2 separate regions of the Zea mays genome follow, and region 2 is linked to region 1. The links are chromatin contacts, called in public Hi-C maps. All regions are on one chromosome and are shown on one strand. The core of a region is the stretch at or near the end of the contact, and the rest is flanking DNA. Distances in the headings are between cores, read along the strand shown. Region 1 holds the start of LOC103626653. Region 2 holds the start of LOC100217012 (putative protein of unknown function (DUF640) domain family protein).

Region 1 (4,268 bases), core at 1,101-3,600:
GAGTATTGATCACAAGAAAGAATGAGAAAGAAGAAAGCAATCCAAGCGCAAGAGCTCTAAAGAACACAAGCAAATCTCCCTCACTAGTCACTAAGGCGTTGTGTGGAATTTGGAGAGGATTTGATCACTTGGGTGTGTCTAGAATTGAATGCTAGAGCTCTTGTAAGTGGTTGAAGTAGGAAAACTTGGATGACTTGAATGTGGGGTGGTTGGGGGTATTTATAACCCCAACCAGCAAACTAGCCGTTTGGTGGAGGCTGCTGTCGCATGGCGCACCGGACAGTCCGGTGCACCACCGGACACTGTCCGGTGCGCCAGCCACGTCACCAGGCCGTTGGGTTCCGACCGTTGGAGCTCTGACTGCTGGGCCCGCCTGGATGTCCGGTGGCACACCGGACATGTACTGTAGAGTGTCCGGTGCGCCACTTCGCGCATGCCTGACTTCTGCGCGCTCTGGCGCGCATTTAATGCTTCTGCAGGTGACCGTTGGCGCGAAGTAGCCGTTGCTCCGCTGGCTCACCGGACAGTCCGGTGCACACCGGACATGTCCGGTGAATTATAGCGGAGCGAATTCCCGAAGCTGGCGAGTTCAGAGTCGCTTCATTCCTGGAGCACCGGACACTGTCCGGTGAATTATAGTGGAGCGCCTCTGGATTTTCCCGAAGGTGAGGACTTCAGCGTGAAGTCCCCTGGTGCACCGGACAGTCCGGTGCGCCAGACCAGGGCACACTTCAATTGTTCCTTTGCTCTTTTGTTGAACCCAATTCTTGGTCTTTTTATTGGCTAAATGTGAACCTTTGGCACCTGTATAACTTATACACTAGAGCAAACTAGTTAGTCCAATTATTTGTGTTGGGCAATTCAACCACCAAAATCAATTAGGAAATAGGTGTAAGCCTAATTCCCTTTCACGTTGGCGACAACCATGAGGCCCCCTGCTTAACGATGGACAGCGTGGTGCAGCTGCTCTGGACCACGTCCAAGCGGCGGCTTCGCGGGAGCTTGTCATACACAGCGACACATGCGACCACGTAGGACTGCTTCTAGAGGTCGAACTGACAGTCGCCAAGCTTCTTCTCGTCATCGATAAGCGACGCCAATGCGAGTGTCTCTTGCTAATGGTGTTTGTTCGGGGTTTCAAGTAAGAAACATGGATTCATGCTTGGCGTTGGTTTATGAAAATGACTCACAAGTCTGATCCATGGGAAAAAATATTATGAAGAAAAAATGTCACGCATGCAAAAAAGGGAATTTAAGTATAACACATTATTCAAACAAAAGAAATTGTATGTAAAGCTCTTCTTTAAATAATATTACCTACATCAAAAAATATAATTCAAGAATCTCGGTGATACTTATCTACTACTACGCATTGTGCAAGGGTAGCAAGTGAGCTTGGTGAGAGATGTAGTAGATGTGTTTCCTGTCATAGATGTAGACATAAACACACATGTGGTGTAGCGGTAGCTACTCTTGGCCTTTGCTTGAGAGGTCACGGTTTGGTCACGGGTTCAAATCCCCCCTTGAGGACATGTGTGTTTTTTTAATTTTAGCTAGATGTGGGGCTGTACGGGGGAATGTGAATGGGCTTTGCGGGGAGGAGGAAATGAGAAAGACAGAACAAAGAATGAGAATGACAGACATGAGAATGGTGGCAGAACGGGAATGACAGAACAAGAATGGTGGCAGAACACGGGAATGACAGACTACTCTTGCAGCCTTAATAAATAGTAGAGATACGTGGACCATATGTTCACCTAATATTAAATTTATTTTTATGCTTTGTTTTGTCATTTTTAAACCGTTTATACTTCGTTTGACCTTTCTATAACTTTTACTTCGTTTTATAATTTTTAAAAACCGTTTTATTAACCAAATTTTGACCTTTCTATTTTCAAATTCTGAACTAAAACTACACAAAAAATCGGACTGGTTTTTTTATACCGGATCAAAGCGAGAAAACGGTAAATTGTTTTTACCGAAAACCGTTACTCGTCGACCGAGAAGTGAAACCATGGTCCACGTCACACCAACATTCTTTTTTCTCCCAGAATAAAACCAAGTGACGCACCGCTAACAAGCATTCCAGATGCGTACGTTTTGTCAAAGCTGCTCCTATAAATGTGTAAAAATCTAAAAATTAACGAGACCGCGCGCGCCAAATCAAACGAGAGTGCGGAGCTTGGGACCGACAGATACTCAAGGAGTTGTTTACTGTTGAGATGGCACTAGCTAGCTTGTAGACCGTGGACCGTTGACTTGCCACTTGCAGCGTTTTGCGCATTTCTAATTGACTTGACGACTGCGCATTTCCAATTGACTTGACCACCGGCACCACCACACTCTGATGCTCACCGCGCTCCGCAACGCCGTCGCCATTTATAGGAGTATCAGCTGTGCTCGCCCCTGCATGCATTTCTTGCTCCTTGGTGATGGTTGGAAGACACGGAGTTCCGTTCCGAGAAAGTGACGACGACAGCGGAGGCGTTCCCATGGCGACGTGGCAGGTCATCGTCGCCGTGGTCGAAGGAACGCGGCTGGCGCCAGACACCGCTGACTTGGAGGTAGGTAGACCGACCACCCGAGCTGCATCCACGTTCGTTGCCCTAGCTAGGCTATTAGCAGCTCAGCAGCCACACTCCGGTTACTGCAGACCAGCAGCAGCACCGCAGCCACGCAGCAGACGGACTCCACGGAGAAGACGGCGCTGGCCGTGGCCGCAACAGCCGCCGTCGACCTGACCAACCTGTTCTTCCTCCTCCGCGGCGACACCGACACCGACGCCGAGCGGCGACGGCGCTGGGGCTGGACCGGGGGAATCTGCGTGCTGTTCGCGTTCGCGGCTCTCCTTTCCGCCGCCGGCACCGTGCTCGCTCCGCACGTCGTGTCCGCGGCGCGCCGGCGGGTCCTCTTGGTGGCTTCCGCGGCGGCGCTGTTCGTGGCGTCGGCCGGCACAGTCCTCGTCCTGCTGTTGGTGGAGCTGGACGCGTAAAGGGTTGCGCCGTGCGGTCGCCTGGTGTTGCGGACTCGGTTCTCTAGCCCGGGCCGGGCCGACAAATTAAGCTAAGATGGGCCTAACGAAATGGGAATAGGGAAGCTGTAGTTTGGTCACGGCCCTGTTGCACCAATTTATTAGCCTTTCTTTTCTAATGCTTAAGTTGGCACGGACGCCGTTAGCCAAAATAGTTGGTGTGCTCGAGTTGTCATTTGTTAGCAAAAGTCACAGTAAGCCCCAAAGTCACAGTAAGCCCGCACATAATTTAAGAAAATAGTGCGGAACCCATGCTTTCCTTCGTAAGTAGCCCAAAAGGCAATTGAAGAAAGAGCTGGAGTTGTGAACATTCAGGCTTTCACACAGACCATGGATGTTAAGATAATTCACCAAGCTAGTGGATTATTCAAATACTTTAGTCTCATTTTACTGTAACTACAATAAGACAGTGGACTCTATGGTTACATTACATACCACTACACAATTTCTTTTTCAGAAGTTCTGACATATAGAACAACTCGTAGAGAGCACATGATATTTACACGGGCTAAGAGAAAGTGACCTTGCGTAGTTGCTCCAACACGGATAGGTTGGAAGTGCCAACTCTTTAGTACCTTGTCAAAATATTGAGGCGTTTCTAATGTTTTTAATTAAGCATTTATATTTATTTTAAGTATTTATATTTCTTGAATTGACATGCTAGACCTACAACTAGAGCACAACATTTTTAGGGTGTGTTTGGTTGAGTAGTGAAAGAGAATAGAGCAGCTCTATTACTATTTCTTTTGGATGTTTGGTTTTTAATGAAAGTGGAGCGAAGCGGCTCCTAGAGTCTTCATATGAAAATATATACCATAAATAGTTGAGATGCTTCCGCTCCACCAAAACGACCGGATGCGAGCGCTCTCCTGGACGCGAGCACTCTTCTGCCTCCCTCTCCACACTCATATGACTTGCAATCCAAACAAAGAATGGAGTGGTTCTGCTCTATTCTAAACCAAACAAAAACTTGAGCGACTCTATTCTGCTTGCCAAACATAGAATGAAATGACTCTATTCTCACGATCAGAAATAATTTCGTTCTATTTCAGTTGACTTCTCAACTCAACACACCCTTAAGTGCATTAATGAATACGAAGAGTAACATTAGACTTGACTTTAGATTTTAATTTATAAAACAATTATAAAAAATTCAGTTCACACTTCTTAGACATCTTTCCTTCCGTTACGCTTTAAATTCTTTAAAAGAATATGACTTCAAATTCTTTTTAAAAAA
Region 2 (4,268 bases), core at 1,324-3,823, 320 kb after region 1:
TGTCCTCCGGCCATCCCAGGCCGACAGTGATACAAATATTTCCATAGTCTAAAGTGTGGCAGGATGCCAAGAAAAGCCTCACATAAATGAACAAAGATGGAGATTTGCAAAATGGAATTAGGGTTCAAATGGGTCAGATTCAAGTGATAGAAATCAAGGAGACCGCGGAAAAAGGGGGAAATAGGAAGAGCAAGACCGCTGAGAAGAAAAGGAGCATATACGACGGATTCGTGGGTGTCCTCTGTTGGAACAGTGACCCCATGGCAAATCCGCCAAGAACAGAGCTCCTTCGGAGAAAGAACCCTGATGGACACGAGATGGAGAAGATCAGACTCAGAAACAACAGACATATGGTTACCTGCGAAAGGCAATTGGCTGTTGGGATCGATGGGAGGAATGACAGCAGCGGATGAACTTGATGCTTTCCGCTTGGGCGCCATCTCAATCTCGCTGGCGAGCGGAACAGAAGCAGTATCGCACGAGCGCAAGGAAAGCTTGGATGCAGAAAAGCAAGAATTAGGGCACGGAAAGCGGAGGCGCGCAACAACGCAGTACATATGGGGTTTTTCCAGGCCAGATACCGTTTCCAAAAAGCGTCCAGTCATCACCCGGCGGTTATTTCTAAAAACGCCGGCGTGCCATGTCATCACTCGGTCGTTATTTCCAAAACGGAGTCATGGTAAGCGTCCAGTGCTCATTTCAGCTAGTTGGGCCGGTGTGTACTATATGGTCCTGTTCCTAACACGGAGTCATGGTAAGTATAGGTGAGTACGACTTACAGGATGCGATGCGACGACCCCTGCGCTTCGACACGCACGGGCACGGCGCGTCCTGTCGTCACGATCCGATGCCGCACAGTCGGGCTGCTCCTGTTTCGGTGGCTCCTGCCGCTGCGGCCTGCGCGTCGGCTGGCCGGCCGGCCATCGTCCCCTACTACTACTACGTTTTGTTCTTTTGCGAGCGGCGACTGCACGCAGCGCCATGATCGTCGCTGTGAGGTGAGGTGACATCTCGCCTTCGAGAAAGCAGGAGCCCCGTCACTTCCGCTCGCATTAACGCCGCGGTCGGGCCCTGCAGACAGGAGAGACCGGCCATGGCGAAAAGACGGAGCAGAATGCTGAGGTGACAACTGATGTGACGACCTTTTGTGTAATGGGGACCGACAGACTCGTCGTCGTCGTCGTAGCTGCCTCGCCGTCTCTGCTTCTCTCTCCTCTGTCTAGGCCCCACGAGGCTGATATCTGCGCCGCATGCGGGACCCCCGAGCCTTATCAGTGTCTCCATACCCCATGTTGCACTGCACCTTGTATCACCTGTCACCTCTCTCCCTCTCCCTCCTTTCTTCTCAGCTTGCTGGCCATGAGACCGCTCTCCTCAACCCACCATATTTATCTGCCTCCTCTCGCCACATGCTCTCCTCCTCTGCCGGCTCAGTCGTGGGACGAGTTCCGATCCCGACCCCTAGCTTCCGCTCCCGATCCGTCGTCTCATCCTCTCCTACTTGCTGGTACGCTCTCTCGCCATGCGCTGCGCCTCCACTGATCAAATCCGTCGACCGCCTTTGTGGTTCTTGCAATCTTGCATGCAAGTTTCTAAAAGCTTTCTGTGATCTCGCTCTTCTTGCTTCCTCCTCTTGCATATCGTACACTGGGTCTGCATGCATCCGTGTCACCACCATATTCTATGCCCAGCCCACGGCTTGCACTGTTTGCTAGTCTACTCCTGCGCATACCATCTACTGTTCCTTCAGTCGATCGATCGATCGTGCTTTATTCGTGCGGTACTCAACTTCAAAAGGCAGTCACGCACGCACACATAGATTACTGCTAGTCCGCTGACCAGCCATGTTGGTTTGGGTTTAATCCATACGACTTCTACTATTTTTGTTTTTACAGTGTTTTTATGTCTATAAATTGCAGCTGCATCAATTTAAACAGTCGGTTTTAATCTAAAACCAATAGATAAAGGACCCTGCTCCATAAATTGGGGCGGCGACACTCGTTTCAGGGCTTGGGGGATCGATTTCAATTCGCCATTTCCATCTGGAAACTAGGGAGGGTAATGGATCAAATTTTAATTTAAAAATGAATAAAAATATAACGTGATGTCTTGATATCATCCTTAAATTTTATATAATCTAAAACTTTTTAGAGTCTATTACCACTCGCTAGGTGCGTTCTACAGTTCTCCGGCTTTTTGATCTATCCAGCCAGCCACACCAAACAAGAGAGCAGCCCGAGCTCCTTGGAAAATGGCGAAGTGTGCTGTAGATGTGGAGGACACCCGTCCAAATAATAATAATAATAATGCACAACACGTTCAAAAATATTTTTTAAAATGTAACTAAATTTATAGAAAATAGTATTAAAATTTATGTTTTTAAATAAATTATGTTATAAAAATATATTTTGTCACCAAATTAGCGATAACTATTACAATTTATAATTATATCAGTATTGTTTTTTATTTATATATAATAAATCTAGAAAAATGTGACTTCTACATGTACACAGACGCTGCCTGCAGGAAGAGTGTTCTAGTGTCGCCTCTGTTCGTCGAGCACCAACCTTGCACTTCTGTAGCTCGGCTCACTAGTGATTGAGTCGATTAAAGTTTGCAGTTTTGCTTTGCTTCCTTCCGTTCTCCGCATTTTCCTTGTGCGTTTTTTCTTTAACTTCAATGTGCGTCAGTTCGTTCTTGCATGTCTGCTGTCTGCTACGGATCAGCTCTAGATCATCAAACTGTGCTAGTCAATTCCAGATAGAGAGAGTAGGAGTAGGTATATCGCTACAGAGTGCAGGCATACAGGTTGGTGTGGCAGCTAGCTGAGTCTAGCCTGAAACCCTAGCTAGTTCATCGAGGATTCTGAATTCCTGGTCCGTCCCAGCTCCGTCGCCCCGGCCGGCCAAGAATAGATGAAGCGACTGATCCGACCAGCTCTTTGCTCCTTGCATTATTCGTCCTTTTTATTATACGTATAGTATAACCATAGCCAAATCGTTTCACTATCCAACCAGGCATGCGTCGTGCAGATCTGGTCGAGCTCGTGTTCGCGCTTCGCGGAGATCGTCAGGTGACCGAGCGAGCCATGGAGGTAGCCGGCGTCGTCGCGTCCGCGGCCGACAGCCCTGGCGCCGCGGCGGCGCGGCCGAGCCGGTACGAGTCGCAGAAGCGGCGGGACTGGCACACGTTCGGGCAGTACCTGCGCAACCACCGGCCGCCGCTGGAGCTGGCCCGGTGCAGCGGCGCGCACGTGCTGGAGTTCCTGCGCTACCTGGACCAGTTCGGCAAGACCAAGGTGCACGCGGCGCGGTGCCCCTTCTTCGGCCACCCGTCCCCGCCGGCGCCCTGCCCGTGCCCGCTCAAGCAGGCGTGGGGCAGCCTGGACGCGCTCGTCGGCCGCCTGCGCGCCGCGTTCGAGGAGCACGGGGGCCGGCCCGAGGCCAACCCCTTCGGCGCGCGCGCCGTCAGGCTTTACCTCCGCGAGGTCCGCGACAGCCAGGCCAAGGCGCGCGGCATCGCCTACGAGAAGAAGCGCCGCAAGCGCCACCCGCCGGCGCACCGCCAGCCCAAGCAGCAGCAGCAGCAGGACGGCCAGCACCAGCACCCGTCGCACGCCGCGCCGGGCACGGTGGCCGAGCCGCCGGCGCCGCACTTCTTGATCCCGCACGCGCACTTCCTCCATGGCCATTTCCTGGCGCCGGCGACCGAGCCCATCGACCCGGCCGCGGGCGGAGGTGGCGGCACTGGGGATGATATTGCGCTGGCAATGGCAGCCGCCGCCGAGGCGCACGCGGCCGGGTTCTTGATGCCGCTGTCCGTGTTCAACTAGCTAGCTTGCTTGCTTGCACCAGTACTTCTTCCACCGTTCCATCGGCTTAATTAGCAGAAATGCAAGAGTGATTAGGCACGTAAGTAAACTTGCAGGTTCTGCTAATGGCGACCGATTTGGTCTCGGCGTGCGCGCGCGATCTAAGTATGAGATGACACTGGCTGTGTGCCCCATCATCAACCGCTGCTACTGCCTGTCTGCCTGCCAGCCTTTTGGTTGTACTAGTGATTTTGCATGGTCTTGTGTATGCAGTGATCCATAGAATGGCAGGATTAGATGGCTTGTTCATTCTCCCTGGCGACGTTCTTCTTGGGGATTTCATGTGGTGTAAGGCTATCTCCAGAAAACCGTATATATATGAACATGCAAAGTAATGCTTTGCATTGAAATAGAGAGTAAGATATGGCGCAAGTAGAGCACAAGCACAACACACAAA

What was found. Hi-C and Micro-C count contacts between places; a contact is called where the count stands out from the background.
Region 2: a Hi-C map of tassel shows a contact between it and region 1, with 4 times the contacts expected there. The contact joins the promoter of LOC100217012 here to the promoter of LOC103626653 in region 1. A contact is called at or near these places in 2 of 25 Hi-C or Micro-C datasets (leaf and tassel).

What each region holds. Positions count from the first base shown.
Region 1 is chr5:84,905,001-84,909,268 of Zm-B73-REFERENCE-NAM-5.0, forward strand. It overlaps LOC103626653, which reads left to right and starts at 2,351. Exons shown (of 2, transcript XM_008647053.2): 1 at 2,351-2,564; 2 at 2,654-3,461. The coding sequence starts at 2,433. The coding sequence ends at 2,992.
Region 2 is chr5:85,225,906-85,230,173 of Zm-B73-REFERENCE-NAM-5.0, forward strand. It overlaps LOC100217012 (putative protein of unknown function (DUF640) domain family protein), which reads left to right and starts at 2,574. Exons shown (of 1, transcript NM_001143388.1): 1 at 2,574-4,038. The coding sequence starts at 3,020. The coding sequence ends at 3,832.